Linked DNA regions of Mus musculus: region 1 is linked to region 2. The links are chromatin contacts, called in public Hi-C maps. All regions are on one chromosome and are shown on one strand. The core of a region is the stretch at or near the end of the contact, and the rest is flanking DNA. Distances in the headings are between cores, read along the strand shown.

Evidence for each region. A called contact is a pair of places that touch in the nucleus more often than the background predicts.
Region 1: a Hi-C map of B cells shows a contact between it and region 2, with 5 read pairs. The contact joins the promoter of Nadk2 here to the promoter of Rpl37 in region 2. A contact is called at or near these places in 1 of 39 promoter capture datasets (cranial neural crest) and 1 of 484 Hi-C or Micro-C datasets (B cells).

Annotation. Positions count from the first base shown.
Region 1 is chr15:9,069,262-9,073,942 of GRCm38.p6, forward strand. It overlaps Nadk2 (NAD kinase 2, mitochondrial), which reads left to right and starts at 1,999. Exons shown (of 13, transcript NM_001040395.4): 1 at 1,999-2,504. The coding sequence starts at 2,241.
Region 2 is chr15:5,114,481-5,119,157 of GRCm38.p6, forward strand. Rpl37 (ribosomal protein L37) reads left to right here and starts at 2,133. Exons shown (of 4, transcript NM_026069.3): 1 at 2,133-2,204; 2 at 2,807-2,942; 3 at 3,139-3,223; 4 at 4,087-4,660. The coding sequence starts at 2,202. The coding sequence ends at 4,156. It overlaps Snord72 (small nucleolar RNA, C/D box 72), which reads left to right and starts at 3,941; the gene lies at 3,941-4,000. It also overlaps a transcript of Card6 not described here.

The DNA.
Region 1 (4,681 bases), core at 749-3,248, 4.0 Mb after region 2:
GCATGCAGCAACAGAAAGAATGGAGGCACTTCTGCGCTTCACAAACCCCAGTGGTTTAAGAGTTAAATGGGCTCTTCTGAACAGCCACCTGCTCATTTGGTAACTTTGCAAATAGTGGCTAAGTAAGCACAGGAAGGAGATGAAACCCTTGGCAGTTCCCTCAACTGACCGCCCCCAGCCTGCCCTGTTTCCCACCCCCAAAAAAGGTTGGCTGCAAGAATGAACCGATTATTCTGTCCTGAACCTGTATCAGTGGTTCTCCACCTTCTTAACGCTGCAACCCTTTAATACAGTTCCTCATGTTGTGGTGACCCCCAACCATAGTTACTTGGCCATCATTAGGAAGAGAGCACCCTCGGTCTAGCAAACTTTATATGCCCCAGTACAGGGGAAAGCCAGCGCCAAGAAGTGGGAATGGGTGGGTAGGGGATCAGGGCAGGGGGAGGGAGGAGGGTATAGGGGGACTTTTGGGATAGCATTTGAAATGTAAATGAAGAAAATAGCCAATAAAAAATAAAAACAAAACAACAAAAAAAACTTACTCCTAAGTTAAAAAAAAAAGAATAGTGAGAAATTGGTTATGATACCAAAAAAAAAAAAAAAAAAAAGAATTGTAAGTTTGCTACTGTGATGAAACATAATGAACATATCGGATATACATACATCGGATATATGACCCAGAGGTTGAGAACCGCTGAATATATCAGTAAGTGGGAGTTAGGGAACAGGTAAACAACTGGGGTGTAGAAGGCTCTTTCAATCTTTAAAGTTTTAAATGTCCTAGACATGGGAATCTTAAGGACTGAAGTGGAAAACCCAGCAGGGGTTTTCCTGAGAGAATTCAAGACACATCCGAGAGGATGGTGTAATGAAGCAATGTTTTGGAAGAGGCAGAAGAAAGGATCCAAAATAAGATTTGACTAGGATATCCCATTGAGATGTTTCCAGCTAGAAGTGGGAGTCAAAAGTGTAGTTTTCTGTGACGTGAAAGAGAAAACAGGTTCGATATCACAGAGGCATCTGAGTGTCACAAACATGAAATAGCATGCCCGGAATCCAGAGGCCACTTACTGGGAGTGCCAGGATCGCAAAGGAAAGGACGCCACAGCAAGGACCTCAGGGCAGTGGCCACCTACCCTGTCTTATGACTTTCCCTTCATTGTAGCTTTCCCTTTTATTCTTAATCAGCCTACATCTCTATGGTTGTGTAACTGTTCCCACAGACTCAGTAACTTCCCTTGCTCTAGCTTCAAGGACTACCTACCCAACATTCCAAAGTCAGATCAATAATCATCAAACACTGCTCTGAGCTTGCCTACAGGATAAAGTGCAAAACATTTTTAACCCTTCAGTCTGGTCCTACACAGCTTTCCAACCTTATCTCGCGGTCTAGACAGACACACAGGACTAGACAAGACTCCTTCCCTCATTATCCTCCTCCTTTCTCCCTGACAGCACTGCCTCTCTAGGCTGGTGGTCTTTTGGTGGTCACCGGAGCTCGGGCTAATGCTCTGTGATCCTTCTCGGTTAGCTCTAATTCCTCTCTAATAAAGGGCTCGGCATCTTTATTTGCCATCAGGCCCTGCAAAACGAAGCCGTTTGGAGCGAGGTCACCGCCCCCAGCTCTTACTCCAGCGACGGCCACATCAGCCATCCAGCAGACACTGGTTAAAATTTACCCTAGACGAGCATGACCAACTACCCAGAAAGCAAGCAAAAATGAAAGCAACTAGAGGAAGATGCGCAAGAAACTTGCTTTCCCGCCAGGCGCTCAAAACTCCGCCTGCACCCCCAACGCCGCCCAGACCAGTTCCAACTGGATTTCTTCGGGCAGCTCGAAAGCCAAATAGAATTTCGTCCCTTTCCCAGCCCCAGCCAATCCCCGCAGCCCCTCGGGCTCCCAAACCTTCCCGACCTCTGATTAGCTGACAGATCTGGCCCGGGGGCGGGCTTAGAGCGGCCTCCCTGAAAGGGTGAAGAGGGAGGTGGGGCCGGGCCGAGAGGCCACTGCGCAGGCGCCCAAGAAAACGGATAAACAAACAAATAAAACCCACTGCCCGGGGGCCAGCCCGGATCCCCGCCTCCCGGGGCCTCCCGGGGCCTCTCCGCCCTCGCGTGCGTCTGGGCACGTCCCCCCCCCCCCCGGCGCGTTCCACGCACGTCCCCGCACTTAACCTGTGCGCGGCCGGCGCGGTGCTGGCGGCAGGGAGCGCGAGCCTGCACCCGCGGCCCCGCGGATCATGACTTGCTACCGGGGCTTCCTGCTGGGCAGCTGCCGGCGCGTGGCGGGTGGCCGCGCGGCTCTGCGGGGTTCGGGCTCGGGCGCGGACGGCCGGCGGCACTTGGGGCACGGGCAGCCGCGCGAGCTGGCGGGCGGTGGTAGCCCCGCCGACGGCGGCTTCCGCCCCTCGCGGGTGGTGGTGGTGGCGAAAACCACCCGCTACGAGTTCGAGCAGCAGCGGTACCGCTACGCGGAGCTCTCGGAGGAGGACCTGAAGCAGCTGGTGGGTCCTGGCGGGGGACGGCCGGTACTCGGGGTGGGGGTGGGGGGCGACGGGCCACAGGACACCCCCAAAGCCCGACAACCTTCCTCCGATTGCCTGTGGGGCCCCTCGGGCATGGGACTGGGGCGCCCTGAGCCTGCCTTAGAGGGGGCTCCTGGGACCGGGACTTGGGAAGCCACGTGTGTCCTCGCCCCCGCCTCGGTAGCACGGACTCCCATCGCTGAGAAGATGAGGGTTGTTCGCCCTGTTTGTCCTGGGGACCTCTCCCCAGACCACCGGGAGAAAGGAAATTCTCCAGCACAGCCACTGGTGGCGGAGAGAGGGCCGAAGTGCCGCGGTCACACCCCCTTCTCGCCTGGGGACAGAGGCCTGGCCAGGGAAAGCCCTGCTGGATTGTGGTCGCCTGTCCCTTCAGGGTCTCTTACTGCTTGAAAAGCAAGCACCTGGGACAGCGAGGCAGGAAAGCTGACCCGAGATGGGTTTTTGTGTTGGAAGGTCAGAAAAGGAACAAGTATGCCGGCTAATGGGGAGAAGGCATGAACCCTGAAGTAACAGGGCCTCCGCCATACACCGTGTTTGGTGTATTTACTAATAGCGTTGCCAGGTATGCCATGCGTGTGTGTGTGTGGGAAGGATTAAACCCAGAGTTCGAGCTTCCCCATTTTTGAAAAAAAAAATTGATTTTGTGCTACCCAGTAACTTTTGGGAAATGGGCTGTTAGCAATTTATTTAGGAACCCCCCCCCCCACAGTTATGCCTGTAATTGTTGACTCCAGACACCCGAAGGCTTTAGACTGAATTGTATATAAGCATTACTAAGTTATGTACAAGAATAAGTAGGCTGGCTGTTCTAAAATGATGCCCTTACCTTCACATTTTTATTTTAGACACAGGGGAAACAAATTGTAAATCCTTGCCTAGCTGCTGCATCTTGTCAGTATTGTTTGGCAAGTTGACAAGGTAGAAATCAGTGCAAATTTTTCTCTTTCCCCCAAGTGTTTGAAAGTATTTCTAGAAAACATTTGCAGTCTTTAGTAGAGTATCAGCCGTTTGGCTGGCGTAGTTTGTGTAGTTGAGTGAAATGAATGCAATGAAGTGGGGGGGATTGTGGGCTAGATGAGAGTACTTTGTTTCTATTTTGGAAAAAGAGGCGTGTCCTTTTGGTTACATGCCCGACTCTGCAAGGTTCACCTTTTAGAAATTGTGAAATATCATGTATGCTTAGTCTCACACAATTTTATCTGAGCGTCTCTGGATTTAAAATAGTACACACAAGAAAAAGCAAACCAACAGAAGTGAACCGGGACTCTCAGCTCTACCCCACAGAGGGTGGGATTGAACGCCAGGACGCAAGGCTCTCCCTGGTTGGATTGACTGATATCCTTTGTGCTTTTTTTTTTTTTTTTTTTTTTTTTTTTTGGTTTTTCAAGACAGGGTTTCTCTTCTCTGACCCTCATGAGTGAAACAAAACGTTTGTGTTGCAATGCTAGCTTTCAAAAGTTTCACCTAGTTCCTGATGGGTTGGGCTAAATAGCTTCCAAGGTCCGTTCTGGAGCCGGCATTTTGAAATTATTTCAAGGATTCCGGAAGCGGGATGGCGTTTGAATTGAGATTAACTCTTGTATCTCTGCACGAGATGGCCCAAAATAAAACTTCCTAAAATGTAGGGGTAATCGGTGTCTTCAAAAACTTGGAACTCCCTCTTTGAGTAGAGAAGCCTCCTAATGTTTGTCACTGGGTGATGAGCTAGAACAGGCCAGCTTTGAAGTATGGGCTCTACAGCAGTCTTGTGATCACCAAAAGGCTGCAGTTTTAGTGTTTCCCTAACTTACTGATCGGAATTGGTTTTGCATTGATGTCAGGACAGTGTTTGCAGTGAGATTGCTTTAGATATACCTCTGATAAGAACAGCTCAGGAATAATAGGCTTTGTGAAGTTCTACGCCATGAAGGTAGGGACGGAAAGAATTTTATGTTGTTTACTATATTGTTGGGGTCAAACTTACTCATGAATTGGTTATAAAAGAAAATGCCCAAAGTCTTGCTTCAGGCCACTGCTACCCTGGCTACTGTTTTCATAATGTTATGGCAACAAGATTTGTATGAAAGCATTCTCCTCTTTTAACTTGTGTGTGTGTGTGCGCACATGCGTGTGTGCTCATGCAGAATAGTTCTCTA
Region 2 (4,677 bases), core at 883-3,382:
CCCAGTCTTCATAGCTAGTTCCAGGCCAGCCAAGGAACAAAACAAAAATGGCCCACTCAGTTTCAGAAGCTGCCAAACTCGGTGCCGTACCTTAACACTACCTGCCAGCACCTGGGAGGCTGAGGCAGGAGGATCACTTGGCCTCAAGAGTTTGAGATCAGCCTGGGCAACACAAACCCTGTCTTAAAAATGTAAAGAACAGAAAAGAAAAAATAATGTCCCGCCGCTGTGGACACGCTCCCGCCGCCGCTGCGGACCTACCTAAACCTAGCAGTTGGGTAGAAGCCTGGAAACTTGAAGGGCTTCCTACAAGGCTCTGGAGCATAAATTTCAGGACAAAAACCGATGTGCGGATTTCCTGCACACCACAAAGAACAAACTCACTTTAGAGAGAAAAAATGATTTCACTGTCTGATAACTTCAGCTGTAGGCACGTCTTTGGATAAGGTCAGTGACATCCTGCCTCTGAGGGTGGGCTCCTTGGTGGTTTAACGCCCAGCCTACCCTTTCTTCACTAATGTCATTTTTCATAGTCAATGCTGTAGACACAACTCCATGACCCCATCCCAAAAGAGCTGTTTAGTACTCCAAGCGAGAGCATCCAGTGACGTGATAAATCCTGAGGTGGCAGAGAGCACTAAGGTTTCAGGTTAGTTAACCTTGAGATGGAGAAATTATCTAGGTGGGGTGAATGTAGTAACAAGCGGTCTTAAAAGTAGAAGAACACAGAAAACTGTACTACAACGTAAGGTAGGTTATTACTGGCCTGCAAGGTGAAAGACAGCAATTAAACAGCGACTGAGCAGAGCTACACCTCAGCACTACATTTCAATTTTAGTCAAACCAAGCCTCACTTGTGCTTCCCAGCAGAACTGTGAATGAGGCCGGCAGTGGTGGCGCTCGCCTTTAATCCCAGCACTTGGGAGGCAGAGGCCATACAATTTTAAGTGTGCGATACAATTTTGTTATCTGTAGGTACAGTAATGCAAGAGGACCCTAGAATTTATTTCCCATAACTGAAAGTTTACACCCGTTGACTAAATCTGTGTTGCTTCATGCTACTAAATTTATAGCAATTTGCCACCCAGTCTCCTAAGACTTATTTATAGTCCAGTTCAACCATTTGAATGCTTGTTTGCTTTCTCTCCCGTGTGCCCTATCTCCTCCCTCCTCTGATTTCAGTTTACTACTTCTGAGTGGAAAGGATTATACATTTTTCTTTCTACTCCCCTCCCCTAGAAGAAATTGGTACGATTTGCTAACAAAAAACAAAACAAAACAAAAAGCTTCCTTGGTGTTTGCTTTGTTCTGCTGTCCACTATCTTAAGATTTTTGAATGTGATAGACTAGCGATTCTCACATTTGTTTTAGAAAGTATGTAGATGGTATGACTGAGACTTTTCCCCAATTCATCAATGTTCGTACTATATTCTCCATGTTTCCTACTGGGATTGCGGACAGACAGTTGCATTAGCGCTAATCAAGGATGTCTAGGGTTACTTATTTCAAAATGATCTAGGAAAGTGTTTTATACAGTACAGACTTGCAAACTGTACTCAAGTCTAAAAGGGTCAGATTTCCTGGTGGCGGCGCGCTGGCTGGAAGCTGTTATTTAACAAGTTCCGCGTGTGATTCCTTGAGTGCGATCAAACAACTGGCCTCTGAATGACCACCGCGTGAAATCGAGTCGGCCCGAGTCAGAAGCTAACTAAGCTCCTACCCTCGCCGAGACACTTCGTGACTCCATCCTCTCACCAACTCTCCATACAGGCAAGCGAGCGGCCACATCAAAACGAACCTGGGAAGGCTGGCTTTCCCGGATCGGGATCCCAGTCCCAGCACTGCACAACCGCCAGGGGCGCCGCCACGCACTGGGTGTCTGACTCCCCTCGAGCCCCGGGACCGGAAACCAGACGGACTGCCAACACCGCAGCAGCCCCGACACCGCCAGAAACCCTCTCCAACCAGGAGGCGGGCCGCTGGGGAGGGCGGAGCCACAGCGCCAGGCACGCCCCCTACCGGTGTTGCAGCCCAATCGGCTCCCTGGCTCTCTCGCCCGGGAGACTACACCTCCGCACCCGAGGCCTGATAGGGCTGCACCAAGACCCGCCGGAAGTAGTTTCCTGGGCGGAAGCTTATCCACAGGAAGTGGCGGGGGTGCTTTCTCTTCCGGTCTCTTTGGCCTCGCCGGTAGAAGCAAGATGGTGAGTGTGGTTTCTGGGCTCTGTAAATCTCTCTCCATCCTTCTTCCTCGGGCTGTCCTGCCTGTTGCCCGGCGCGTCGGTGACAAGGTTGCGAGTGAGGGGAGCTGATGGGCGAGGAGACGGCGTGCTGTGGTCCGCAGGAACTGGAAGGATGGCTGCTGTGTGCAGAGCCCGGCCCACGGTCCTAGCGCCGCTGTGGGTCTCTCTGGGCTTTGGAGGAGACGTACGCACTGCAGCCCCGGGTGGGTGATCAGGACAGGCTTGGGGACATCTGTCCCCAGCCGCCGAGAAACCGGCTGCTTGGTGGGCAGTACCGCGACTGAGAGACGGGCAGAATGTTGTCCTTAACGCCTAAAGCCAAGGAGGCTTAGGTCCGCGCAGAGTAAGGCATTATAATGGTCGTGTGGATAGCCGGTAGTGCTTCCTACCTACCCTACCTGTGTGCTAAGATTTAAATCTTTACACCGTTTTGTCCCGTGTGGATCTTGTTTACGTCTCATCCATACTCATTGCTAAGAAAATGCCAGAGTACATTGAGAAGTCAGATTTCAGAGTTGCTTATATGTGGGGTTTTTTTTCCTGCTTTTTCTTTTAATGTGCAGACGAAGGGAACGTCATCCTTTGGTAAGCGTCGCAACAAGACGCACACGCTGTGCCGCCGCTGTGGCTCCAAGGCCTACCACCTTCAGAAGTCGACTTGTGGCAAGTGTGGCTACCCTGCCAAGCGCAAGAGGAAGTGTAAGTACTGTAATCCGCAGGCGGGCTTTTACCTTGACCTGAGGTAGCGATGTAATAGAAAACACATTTGGCACGCAACAACTTTGGAGGTTGGTTTGTTGGCTGAGTGGTTAAAACATAGTAATGACACTACTGAGAAAATGGGCTGACACTGGGTGCTTGGGAAAACCATTTGGAATCCTATTTTTTTTATTAGATAACTGGAGTGCCAAGGCTAAGAGACGAAACACTACCGGGACTGGTCGGATGAGGCACCTAAAGATTGTCTACCGCAGATTCAGGTACAGTTTTGGCTAAATGTCATTGGTCCTCCAGGGTAGGATGAAACTTTGCACTCTTACTGAAGGGTAGGAATGATACTGGGGTTTGGTGTGGGCCTGAGACGCCCACATTTGTCAAGACTATGAGTGGGATCTGGGGGGCAGCTTACTTGGATCTGCCTCCAGACTTTGCTCAAGTCTGCTAAGCTGTTCTGGGTGCCAGTCATAACATAGATGGGTATCTTTTTACTGGAGGCTAGGCCTTGATGTTCCTTAAAAGTACAGAATCCCCAGCCCCCCTCTTAGACTTTCCTGTGGGGTCTGTGCTTTGACAGGTGCTTTTGTGTTTGTCTCTGTTTTAAACTCAGTCCAGTTTTGTGAACTTGATGTGTAGTGGCTTGCTAGTGTTTGATAGGCTAGTGGCATGTTTTGAGCCTGATTAACCTTTATGTGCTTAGAATCACTCATCTTCCTATGTAGTATTGAGTAGAAATGAGTGCTACTTAACATTTAGACTTCTGAGTTGAGCAGCTTCAAGATCCTGTTAAGCTTGGTCAGTGTTTCCTGTTACTAAAGGAAAGGTGCCAGGACCTGTCCTTTATAGCTTAAGGAATAGCTTCATAAATACTTTAGTTCTTGTGGAAATAGGGAAAATGAGCCCAAAATTGTTGAGACAGTTAACTTTAATGTAATGTGGGTGTCTTGATTAGGGTAAACTAATAGCTTATCAATGATGTCCTAAAAAATAAATGTCTGAACATATGACTGCTATAATGATTTCAGCATTTAACTGAGATAAGCTCATTACGGTCTGCTTGATCAATTTGGAGGCAATGTTTGATATTGCTGCTTTAACTTTTTTTCTTATCTTTAACATGGCACAGACATGGATTCCGTGAGGGAACAACGCCGAAACCCAAGAGGGCAGCTGTCGCAGCATCCAGTTCTTCTTAAGGATTTCAATCAGTCATAAAATAAATGTTCTGCTTTCAAAAATTCTGTGGTGATCTAAGGTACTTTAACATCGGTTCAGAGTTCGGTTATATGATTGCTCTGGGATCCTACGCTTCTTCCTTCATAGTTCCTGTGGGTCCGAAGCTGGGAGGGGCTGGGTGGACTCTCGGGAAAGATACTCTGAGCCTGTCTCGGTCCCCATCGTGTTTGCTTGGCCCTGGGCATGGAAGTGGGTGAGTGATGAGCTGAACGAGCAGGCTTGCTAGAGATGAGGACAGTTACTGGTGTGGTTATATCACTACCATGCCTACAGTGTCTTAAGACGCTTACAGTCTGTAAGGGACTTAAATGATTTGAGCTCTTACTTATCCTGTAGTTTCTGATTTTTAACATTTACTTGAATAAAGCCAAGCAAGATAAGCCTTTATTCCCAGCACTTGGTGACAGGTGGATCTATGAGTTGGGGATCAGAGCTACACATTAAAACTCTTAATTCATCTTACTAGAACTCATAGTCCGTG